Linked DNA regions of Hordeum vulgare: all the other regions are linked to region 3. The links are chromatin contacts, called in public Hi-C maps. All regions are on one chromosome and are shown on one strand. Each heading gives the region's core, a stretch centred on a gene start, on an enhancer-like site or on the middle of the called end of the contact. The rest is flanking DNA. Distances are from core to core; before and after follow the strand shown.

Region 1 (3,774 bases), core at 62-2,561, 520 kb after region 3:
GAGACCGACTACCAAAGCTCAACAACACACCAACTACGTCCGAAGCCGCCATCGTAACCACACAAGAAGTCGTGCCAACCACATTGCCAATTGGGCAGCTGCCGACCCCGATGTCGTGTGTGTCCAGCTCCGGAAAAGCACGGAAGAGGCCAGTGACCCTCAAGGCAACGCCCAAGGGGGTAAAGCGACATGGAAGAACGACGTAGTCACCCGACTCACTTCGGAGTCTTAGGCTTTCGCGCGATGTCCATGGTCCGAAGGTGTTGGGCAAGGAAGGGCTCCACAACGCCCCCCCCCCCAAGGAGGAAAAACAACGTCCGCGGACGGCGTACCGTCTAAGCTTTCGCTCGGAGCCACCTCGCCGAGCATCCCCACGCAACCGGTGGCGCAACACCACCAGTCTGCAAGCCCGCTATTCCACACACCTTCTACGCGACGACGACGCCACCCTCACGCAGGAGCCATTAACCTAACCACGTGCAAACGCCGGCGAGCCCGTGACACCTGCCATCTCCAGACGCCCCCTAGGGCCGGATCTGGCAGGGGGCGGCAGACCCGCCACCACCAGGCAGCGCCGCAGCAGGGACCGCCCACCGGAGCCAGCCAGCCCCTGCGGTGAGCTGGAGCACGTTACCACCAGGGCCCAAGCCCCACGCACTGAGCCGCGTCAGATCTAGGCCGAACACAGGGCCGCCGCCGCCGAGGTCAGTGCACACCCCTTATCCGCATCAGTCACTCCACGCCGCCGCAAGCAGCATGCGCACCTGCCGCCGCCGCGCCCTGAGCTCACGTTGCGTTGTCGTCCGACCCAGATGGCCCGCGCCATCCAGCGTCAGGCGGGGGAAGGAGGAGGCCCCGCCGCCGCCCGAGCTGATCGGGCTTTGCCTGCTAGCACGTGGGGCGGCGGCGAGGGGAAGGAGGTACAGTGAAAAGGAGGAGGTGGGCGCTAGGGTTTCCCGCCGACGCTTGCGGGAGGGGGGATCCCAGCCGATGTTCTTCTCGCGACCGAGGGGTTGGATTGCTTATCACATGTGTCAGATACAATTATCCATTCAACCACAGGTGGGGGTGAGTTTGCGTGCGTCAAACAATTTGACTTGTAAAACATAATTAAGACAATTGTTAACACGCTAATAGTAATAATTAATTCACCGCGCCCCATCCGCTCCTCTAGCCGGCGCGTGCGACCGTGTGCGAATAACGCCGCGTACGCGCCCCGACAAAACCAGCTCCCTACCCGACCTGGCCTGGCCTGGCCCCAAACACCAGCTCAGGCACAGCACCGCGATAAGTTAACTCCCCTTGCTCCCTCTACCCCCACGAGTGTACGTACGTACCCCGGAATCTCCAATTAAACTCCACGAGACGAAACCAAACCGTGACACCGGAGCACAGGCGACGCAGCCCCCGCCCCAAATCCCTCCCCTTTTCGGCCGGCCGCGACCTCTTCCCCCACAAAATCCTCCCCGGAATTTCGCCGAGTCCCCGGTAGCCAGCCGCCGATCGGTCAATTCGCGGCGGACGGGATGAGCTTCCAGGACCTGGAGGCCGGGAACGGCGTCCGCGGGACGCCGCGGAGGAACGGCCGGGCGGCGGGGGCCGGCGCCGGCGCCTCGCAGGCCGTCGCGTCGGGCGTCTTCCAGATCAACACGGCGGTCGCCACCTTCCAGCGCCTCGTCAACACGCTCGGCACGCCCAAGGACACGCCCGACCTCCGCGACAGGATGTGAGCCGCCGTCTTTACCCTGCCTAGCACCCCTCCCCTCGTTTCCAGGATGGTTTTGGTTCGATTGCGGGATGGATTTGGCAATCCCGGGCTGGGCGCTGTGACGATTTCGGAAGCGTGCGCGGGATTGGGGGGAGAATTCTGCGGCTCGATTTCTGATCCCGATTTAGGTTATGTTTGTTTGCTGGATGCGTGCGTGCGTGCGAACAATCAATATCTTTGTGTCGGAGATTGCCTAGGGCTTATTGCACCCCATTTTTTTCCGCCTACTCTGCAGGGCGTCAAATTAACCACGCCTTTAAAGTTATCTCGTCTTTTTTACGTTTTGACGAACCTTCGCGCATAGGTTAGTTGGGCGAATCACTGAATGAATAGACCCATCATCAGTGACATCAAATGAAATGTTTTAGCGCTCTTTCTTCCGAAATTCATGTGATTTATATCATTTATAACTTGTTCATGCTGTGTTATAGCCCTTAATATGTTAACTATACTAAACGTTCAATAAACCTTCTTCTGGCACCCGTTCAATTTGTTATGATAGGCGTCTAACTATCAGTTTTGCCGTTGCTTGCAGACACAAAACACGAGCACACATAACACAACTTGTGAAGGATACATCGGAGAAGCTTAAGCAAGCTAGTGAGGCGGATCATCGTCTTGAAGCCAGTGTATGTGTCTATCCCTTTGATCTACTTACATATTTCTGTTTGATATTTCCTTTGTTGTTAGAAGCATTTATGTACTGTTTTCCCTCATTTGTCGGAGCATGCAAAAGAGTGATACCATGTAGAATTTGAATCTTTTCTTAGTCATGTACTTTAGCTTGGATGTTACTTTTAGTTCATTAATAACAAAAAAATAATAAATAAATACTTTTCTAGCTGATTCTTACCATCTGTTCTGTTGTAATGTTGTCACTTAAACAGAACCTGCAACTGTTTTTTGTTTTTGTTTGCAAGTACATAAGAAAGTAACAGTGCTTTTGGAGTTTAGTCATGGTAACTAAACTCTCCAATTCATGTATTTTGATAGGAATCCTCAAATAGAATTTGGTATTCAAATATCAATGGTCTTGTGCTGACGCACTAGGAAATTAGACTCCTTTGGTAGATAACTAATAAGGTTTTCCTTCATTCTTAACATTCATGGTCATGATTTTTTTTAGCATGGTGGCATACTGTCCATGAACTTTTTTGCCAGTAATTGCTGGTATCATGAATACAATATCAAATGTGGTACCCAAATTTATCATATATGGTGTTTCACTTGATATTAGTTTTTCCATCTTTGCATCTTCATTCCTCTGTGGCTTTATTTATTTGGATGTATTTGCTCTTCCATATGGGCTTCTGGTTTATTTTCTACACAATGCGATTCTGACTATGTTTTAAACTACAGGCTACCAAAAAGATTGCTGATGCGAAGCTAGCAAAGGATTTCCAAGCAGTCCTAAAAGAGTTTCAGAAAGCTCAGCGATTAGCGGTAGAGAGAGAAGCTGCATATGCACCTTTTATTACTCAAGCAGGTCTACCACAGAGGTAATATTCTACTCAGATTCTCTAACTTTTTGTTGTATGCATTATCTTGTTTCTTTTTTTGCTTTCAAACAACAGGGGACTTCTTATAGTTATTGAAATACTGTATACTCTCTCCTAGGTAGTATGTTAACCTCATCTGCTAGAATAGTCTGTTCAATTCCAGTTTATGCGTCATTTTTAGGATGAACATGCATTCTTGATCTTATTTACCATGCTTTTCCATTGACACACCGATATACTGTAGCATAGGAATTACTTTATAGTGATGTGTCTTTCCATATCAGTTCTCTTAGCTTCAGATAATAAACAACCATCTAGCAGTCTTTGTCTGGGTACAACAAAGTTTTTTGTTATCATATTTTTGTATGTTTGGGCTTCTATACTTATTCAGTATTTTATAACCATTCTTAAGGTATACATGAATTCTTTTACTATGTTTCAATTACTCCTACTTTTCTTAATGTCTGTAAGTGCCCACCTGAGAATATAGCCATGTGCTCTGCTGCA
Region 2 (3,925 bases), core at 1,192-3,691, 960 kb after region 3:
CAACGAAACCAAGTTTGTTGGAAAGCTAACGACATGGGCTAACACAATCTCGATAGAAATATAAATAATAAGCAAGTGAGAAAAGTCTCATAGGAGAATGCTGAGAACCCTTCTTCGAATAAGACCGGTAAAAACTCTCAACATCGAAAACATCATAGAAGATGCATATGGACTCCGTTTTCGATGAACTCGAGCGTGTCATGAAGATGACCATCAGCTCTAAAACTCACAAAGAGAAATACCAAACAAGAACCAATAAGTATGATGCAAGGATGCAAATGGTTTGAGCTCTCAACGAACGATACCATCAAGCTACTCACTTGAGAGCCCCCCGTGACAGTACGACAATCTATCCTAAAACAGAAAACCTATCAAGGGAAAACCTATATCTTGCACCTCGTCCTCTTGAGCTAGATGACAATGATCTTGGCTTCCTCAAGATGGACCACATTTCTTGCTTGCGTTGGCTTGATGAAGACTAGTTGATTGCTCCCCCATACACACTATGGGTGAGCCGCTCTTCAGCATATCTTCACAAGTCCATTGCCACCATCCTCCATCACTTGACGTCATCCTCCATGGGTTGTATGAGATATTCCTCTTGCTTGTGTTGGCTTGATGAAGACTAGTTGATTGCTCCCCCATACACACTATGGGTGAGCCGCTCTTCAGCATATCTTCACAAGTCCATTGCCACCATCCTCCATCACTTGACGTCATCCTCCATGGGTTGTATGAGATATTCCTCTTGACGCAAGCCCACGGAAACACACCTAACCCCACATAGAACTCTCAAGAAGACCATGGGTTAGTACACAAATACGTACTGGACAATGCATACCATACCATGGGATCACTTGATCCCCCTCGGTACATCTTGTACGCTTTGTGTGTTGATCATCTTGATTTACTCTTTGTCCGACGATCTTGATCAACCTTGTGTCTCTATAACCATTCTTTGGATAATACCTTGAATACCACCTTGGTCATCATATAAACTCCTTGAACCCAACAGATGGACTTCAAGAAGTGCCTATGGACAAATCCTATAAATATAACTTAAGGCAACCATTAGTCCATAGGAATTGTCATCAATTACCAAAAACCACATATGGAGATATATGCTCTAACATCGTGCAACTCTTAGTGATGTGCGCACTGCCGAGACTCCTATGGAGTTCAATGTTCACCTTCATGCTTCTGAGGGTGAGCCCTTGTTTGATCCGATGTGTTATAATCATCTTGTTGCGAGTCTTGTGTATCCTGATGTCACTCGTTCGGATACCTCGTATCTTGTCCATATTTCGAGTCAGTTTGTTTATGCTCCCACTTTAGTTCACTATAGTCACCTTCTTCGTATTCTACGGTATTTTCATGGCACGATCCCTCATTGTCTCCCCCCTGTTCTAGCTCGTTACACCTCCAGGCCTATTCACATGCTACGTGGGCTAGTGATCCTATGGATCGTTGTTCACTTTCTTCCTACTGTGCTTTTTCTTGGTGGTTTCTCATTTCATGGAAGACAAAGAAAGAGAGTGCATTTTCCCATTTGAGTGGAGAGGCAGAGTTAAGGAGGTATGGCTCTTCTGACGGCAGAGGTGACTTGCTTAAGATGGTCACTGTACGAACTTGGCATTTTTGTTACTACACCTACCACAATCTTGTCGGACAACACATGTGCTATATCAGTACCGTGCAGGACCCCATGAAGCATGAGGTTACCAAGCATATTGGTGTTAATGCTTCTTATGCGCACGCTGTTGTGCAGGATGTTGCTACTTTTCAGTATGTGCCTTCTAAGTTACACTCAGCGGACTTCTTCACAAAGTCTCATACTAGAGCGTAACATGGATTTCACCTCTTCAAATTCAGTGTCGTGGATCCGCCATGAGTTTGACCAGGGAGGGGGGGTGTTAGAGTTATATTAGTGATTGACATCCTCTTGTAACCTTTTGCCTTCCTCATCTTTGTGTGTTTATATGATGGCTTTGACCTTCTAATAATACAAATTGTCGTTCTTCTAACATCAACAATATTAACCTCCCGGATTATTAGTGCCACCATGTTTTTTGAGATTCTTCGAACGCAGATGTTTGGTGATGTTTTTTTTTCTTAATTTTCATTCGAGGGTTTTCATTTCTTAATGACCAAAAGGTTATGACAGGAGGGTCTGTGCTACATCGACTAGACACATGCGTTTTTTTTTAGAAACACCAGACACATGCGTTGCTCAATATCACCATCTACACCCACAAAAGGAAAAAAGAAAAACCATCTAGACCCACCAGGCCACATCGGCCTGCAAAGCCCAGAAGTAACGGTCGAACGCCTCGTATTCTCTCTCACGCACACTGCCTGCGGGCCCGTGCACCCGCTCCCCTCCCCTGATTGCTGCAAAGTGCTCAAAACGCCCAAACCCTCCCGATTCTTATTTTGAAACCTCATTCACAGGCAAGGAAAAAAAAAAAAAAAGAGGAAACCCTCCAATCCCCACCTTCTCCAATGGCCGCTCCGCCGCCGATGCTCACCCTGGCGGTGGAGAAGGGGCCACGGGAGGGGGAGACCCGGCAGTGCAGCGCGGGCGCCGCCCTCCGCGTCGGTCGCGTCGTCAAGGGCAACGATCTCGCCGTGCGCGACGGGGGAGCGTCGCAGCAGCACCTCGTCATCGAGTTCCTCCCGCCGCCCGGCGCCGGGTGGGCCGTCTCCGATCTCGGGTCCTCCAACGGCACCCTCCTCAACGGCAATCCCCTCGTGCCCTCCGTCCCCGCCCCGCTTTCCCACGGGGACCTAATCAAGGTCGGCGATTCCACCGTGCTCGCCGTCTCCATCGCGCCTGATTCGGATCCCAAGCCTATCGCCAACCCCACTTCTAGGCGCTCCTCGCGTCAGACGGCAGCGGTGGCGCCGATGGTGGCGGAGGAGAAGCCCCCTGCGGTGACCCGCCGTGGCGCACTGAAGAAAGCGCCGCCGGCCGCCCAGCACCCCAACACGCAGAAGGCAGATCCAGAGGCAGAGGGAGTGGCGGTGGATGAGAAGCCCCAGGTGGTTACGCGCCGGAAAGGACGGCGGAAGCTGGCTGCAGCGGAGCCCCTGTGTGAGATGGAGGAGACTGTCGAGGCGCCACGCCGTGGAGAGCACATGAAGCCCGTGGAGCCTTCTGGGCCAGGGAATGGCGAGGTGGGTAAGGAGGCGGAGGCCACGGTGGTGACGCGCCGTGGCAGACAGAAGAATGCTGCGCAGCTCCCTGAACCAGAGAAGGCAAAGGAGGAGGCCACAGTGGTGACGCGCCATGGCAGGCAGAAGAATGTTGTGGAGCCCTCTGAACCAGAGAAGGAAGAGGAGGAGAAGGCCACAGCAGTGACTCGCCGTGGCAGGCAGAAGAATGCTGTGGAGCCCTCTGAACCAGAAAAGGAAGAGAAGGAGGAGGCCACAGCGGTGATGCGCCGTGGCAGGCGGAAGAATGCTGTGGAGCCCTCTGAACCAGAGAAGGAAGAGGAGGAGAAGGCCACAGCAGTGACTCACCGTGGCAGGCAGAAGAATGCTGTGGAGCCCTCTGAATCAGAAAAGGAAGAGAAGGAGGAGGTCACAGCGGTGACGCGCCGTGGTAGGCGGAAGAATGCTGTGGAGCCCTCTGAACCAGAAAAGGAAGAGAAGGAGGAGGCCACAGCGGTGACGCGCCGTGGCAGGCAGAAGAATGTTGTGGAGCCCTCTGAACCAGAGAAGGAAGAGGAGGAGAAGGCCACAGCAGTGACTCACCGTGGCAGGCAGAACGTTGCGCAGGCCCCTGAACCAGAGAAGGAAAAGGAGGACGAAGCCGCAGTGGTGACGCGCCGTGGCAGGCAGAAGAATGTTGTGGAGCCCCCTAAACCAGAGAAGGAAGAGGAGGAGGCCCTGGTGGTGACAAACCGCAGAGGGAGGAAGAAGA
Region 3 (3,807 bases), core at 127-2,626:
GTGTTGGATCTTGATCCGAACTTTGCCTCCGAGGAGGTAGGTTCTCAACTGAAAACACAACAAACTGAATAATAGCTACTGGAAGTTGGAACTGGTTGATACCAGCCAGAACCTAATCTGTAGACAAGCTGCCTGAATCAAGCTTGGAGAAATATTTGCATCGTTAGAAAAATTAACATCCAAACAACGAGCTCTGTGAGCAAGGAATCAAACTACATTAGCTCATCCTATTTCCTTAGTGCTCATCCAGACAATTTATCCTTACGGCCCTTCTAAGTCCTTCTGAAATGCATAATCTCAAGGGTCACTTATGCAGTTAACTCAACGTTCTATTGCTCCATCAGACATCCACAGAAATTATACCTCGGTCACTGTCCCCATAGAAGATATATTCATCAGCAGAAGTTTATGGTCGCCTGTAACCAACCTCAGAAGAGAAGAAAATGTGCACGCTCAAGCTAGCCAGATGACCCCAAAGCACATCCACCCTCCGTACAAAGCTATTTCGAGAGGGAATGGGGCAAGGGAGGGGATTACCGAAGTTGCGGCCAACGATGCAGTGCCAGGTAGGGCCGTGATTCTTGTCGAACTCCTTCTTGATGTACTCCGCGATGTCCTTCTCCATGGTGTGCTTCTCGAACGCCTGGTATTGCAAAACAAACAAACAAACAGATAGATAAATTCCCCACACCAAACCCCAGCGGACAGCCCCGTCAGCCACGCCGGGACAGCGCGGCGGGACCAAATCGAGAATCCAATGTGCAAGGGGGAAAGGGGATTACGACGCGGGAGATGTCGAACGCCTCCTTCTGCATCTCCTCCTTCATGTCGGCGCTCTTGAGCGTGATCTTGTGCGCCGTGGGCGACGCGGCGGCCGGCGGCGGGGATCCCAGGGCGGCGGTGGCGGAGGCGGCGAGCCTGCGGTCGGCGTCGGCCGGGGCCCGCGTCGCGGCGTAGGGCGCCGGGTGGGAGGCGGCGACGGCGGCGGAGCCCGCGATCCCGCGCCTGAGCTCGTCGGACATGGCTGCGAATCTCTGGCGGTGGCGGGCCACACTCTGGCTTGCGGTGGGAGGGTAGGCTGGAGCAGGAAGGCAGGCAGTGTGGCTTGGCTTGGCTTGTGGTGGAAGCAGTTGGATGGAGGAGCTCAGCGATTCCTTTCTCCACTCCGCTCTTTTCAAAGCCGACGGTGGCTGCTGCCGTGCTGCTTCATCATTGTACGGGAGGCCGGGCCTTCTGGCGGAAGCTACTAGAGGGGAAGCGGGATGCGCGGACAAGTCGGAAAGGTAATGGGCTGCATAGTTGAAGTGCGCAGGGATCGGCCCATACCTGAGTTTACTTGTGGCTAGCCAGAGGTGTTTCATAACATCTTTTTTGAACAAGCCAAGCAATTTTATTTCCCACAATAACACGAAATTGCCCCCGCGCAAATTCTTCCCATCTGTTTGTCCGCTACCTAAGTATTCTTCTGAGGAATATAAGAAATTATTTTCTGAGGAATTCCACTACCTCAGTATGAACCTAAGCAAAAAAAAAAAAAAAGATGTTCAAGAGACAGACCCGAATAAAGAAGAAATGGTAATCTAGCGGTGCTTTCTACTACCAGTTTCAGGTACTCAGTATAAAAATGCACAGTACTAAAGTTGCTACAGTAAATATGGGTCGGAGGGAGTACTAAGATTTCACTGCTGCCCACAGGTTACATTTTGATCCTCTTCACAGAAACAGTACGACCTGAGAGTTCACAGAAATTCTGCTGTGAAAATCAAACCATGATTTTATTTAGAGAAAATTCGGTATCATGGCATGTGTAATCGGCAAGTTATAACTACACAAACAACACTAAAACAAGTAGGTTCGCCGAGACTCTCTTTATATAATCAGAACTTGCTGAAGAACTCGCAGATGTGATCTGAAACCTCATTAGGCTTCTCCTGGTTGCAGAAGTGGCTCACTCCCTCCATGACAACCACATCCTCCAGATTAGGCACGTTCGCTTTGAGGCCACCCTTGTGAATGTAGTCTTTCACCCCCGGCACGTTGTATGTCACGTCCAGGTCCCCAACGATGAATTTTGTTGCTACTTTTACTGGAGCTCCGGTCCATGGCGCAGAAAGCTCCCAGTTCCTGCATCAACACAAAAGTAAGTTGACGCCTGTGTTAACTCTGGCAAAATGCCTTCACTCATAAACTTTTGAACTGAAGTTGGCGCAAACAGATATGTTACGTATGTAATTCAGACATACATTAACCAACTTAAAACTGTTAAGAAAGGGCATGTTGAACCTAGTCTTTGTAGGTTACGGCAACTAGCATTTAGGAAGCAATTCCCCTCATCTGATAACTCAAAAGCATCAAGTTACGCAGTACAGATTATATCATCAGTGAATAATTGAAATGAAATAATTTTCCTTGCTAACAACAGTAAATAAAGCAGTTAATTGTAAAACCAAGACAGTGAGAATGGGCCGTAGGTGACATACAAGTCCATGCATCTGTAGTAGTTAAGCCCTCCTGTAAACCCTGTCTTCTCAAATTTGTCTGCGTAGTAGGAAATATCTTCTTCAGACAACCATGGAGGACAAGTACCATCCGAATCAAGTGAGTCAAAGAAGGTCTTGTCCTTGGGTAGAATAGGAGGAGCTGGTTTGCGCATTCCAAAGACCGTCTTAAACTTATGACTCATGTCGTATAGAGCAAATTCAGCTTCAGCGACTCCGGGCTCCTGCATGCATAATTCAGTAATGCATATGAACGACTGTTTCCGAAAAAACAAATCTGAAGCAATGTTGGTGCAGAGGAAAACTATATCCAAGAATAAGCAATTAAACAGCAGTATCTAGTACTGCGTCAGGAGATACATTTTAACCTGCGTCTGCAGGTAGGAATTGGTGATGCCAAGATAGACAATTATAATCTAAGACAGGAGTCAGTTAAATGTTTTTAAGGCTAATTGTAATCACTGTAATACTCCATCTTGTTAGCTTTTACAGCTCAAAAGAGATGTTGTGCGTTCCCTGAAATTTTTTGTGCTTGTTACAGAGATGATTTCCCTTATACTTAAGGATACACACTCAATTCCTTGTGTTGCTACATATCACAATGGTTTAAAACAAGACTAAATAATCTACATCTGCTCACATATCAAGCATTTGTGTCATATTAGACATGGGATGTGACCTGAAAGTGACCAGACATCCAGACCCCCATCACTGAGTAAAGATCTGTGTTGTTGTATAAGAGTAAAGATAAAGATCTGTGTTGTTGTGGAGTAAATAAAGCTTCAATGCAAAATTGCAAAGCGTGGTGCCTTTCAAGAAACAATATTTTTACTTGGACCCTTGCACACTCCATATCTTGATAATGCGATGTTGTAATTTCTTGTTTCAACAGAAGCATGATGTAACTATCCAATTTCCATTCAACCAAGAACTAAAATTTCTTACTGAAATTTTTGGTGCTTAAGTTACTCAGGTTCTTAACCCGATAGGGATATAGGCGTAGTTGTGCAGCAAATAAACCTTCAACAGAAAAAATCAAGAAACCATGCTTTTACCTACTCTGTATCTAAGGAGTGTGATAACGTTTAGTTTTCAGCTTCAGAAAAAACAACACGAAATATCCAATTTCCATTGAACCAATAACTCAATTTCCTTACTGAAAAACAATACTCAACCTACAATACAATGTACCGATTTTTCTTGTTTATTAGCCATTTCTCCATTGTTATCTATCCGAAGTTAAGAAGTTCATGACTGACAGTACCAGTTAGCTCCTTCCAAATAATCTAGTTTGGTCCCTGCAGCAGCC

What was found. Hi-C and Micro-C count contacts between places; a contact is called where the count stands out from the background.
Region 1: a Hi-C map of leaf shows a contact between it and region 3, with 8 times the contacts expected there. The contact joins the promoter of LOC123443398 here to the promoter of LOC123443400 in region 3. A contact is called at or near these places in 4 of 6 Hi-C or Micro-C datasets (leaf and seedling) and 1 of 1 datasets of contacts at active chromatin or transcription factors (embryo).
Region 2: a Hi-C map of leaf shows a contact between it and region 3, with 7 times the contacts expected there. The contact joins the promoter of LOC123443397 here to the promoter of LOC123443400 in region 3. A contact is called at or near these places in 4 of 6 Hi-C or Micro-C datasets (leaf and seedling) and 1 of 1 datasets of contacts at active chromatin or transcription factors (embryo).

The regions. Positions count from the first base shown.
Region 1 is chr3H:174,121,172-174,124,945 of MorexV3_pseudomolecules_assembly, reverse strand. LOC123443398 (syntaxin-22-like) reads left to right here and starts at 1,311. Exons shown (of 7, transcript XM_045119744.1): 1 at 1,311-1,726; 2 at 2,304-2,397; 3 at 3,128-3,267. The coding sequence starts at 1,527.
Region 2 is chr3H:173,682,196-173,686,120 of MorexV3_pseudomolecules_assembly, reverse strand. It overlaps LOC123443397 (ABC transporter F family member 4-like), which reads left to right and starts at 2,441. Exons shown (of 2, transcript XM_045119743.1): 1 at 2,441-3,925. The coding sequence starts at 2,503.
Region 3 is chr3H:174,640,962-174,644,768 of MorexV3_pseudomolecules_assembly, reverse strand. It overlaps LOC123443400, which reads right to left and starts at 1,376. Exons shown (of 3, transcript XM_045119745.1): 1 at 783-1,376; 2 at 538-643. The coding sequence starts at 1,361. LOC123443401 (epoxide hydrolase A-like) reads right to left here. Exons shown (of 4, transcript XM_045119746.1): 3 at 2,481-2,722; 4 at 1,752-2,124. The coding sequence ends at 1,878.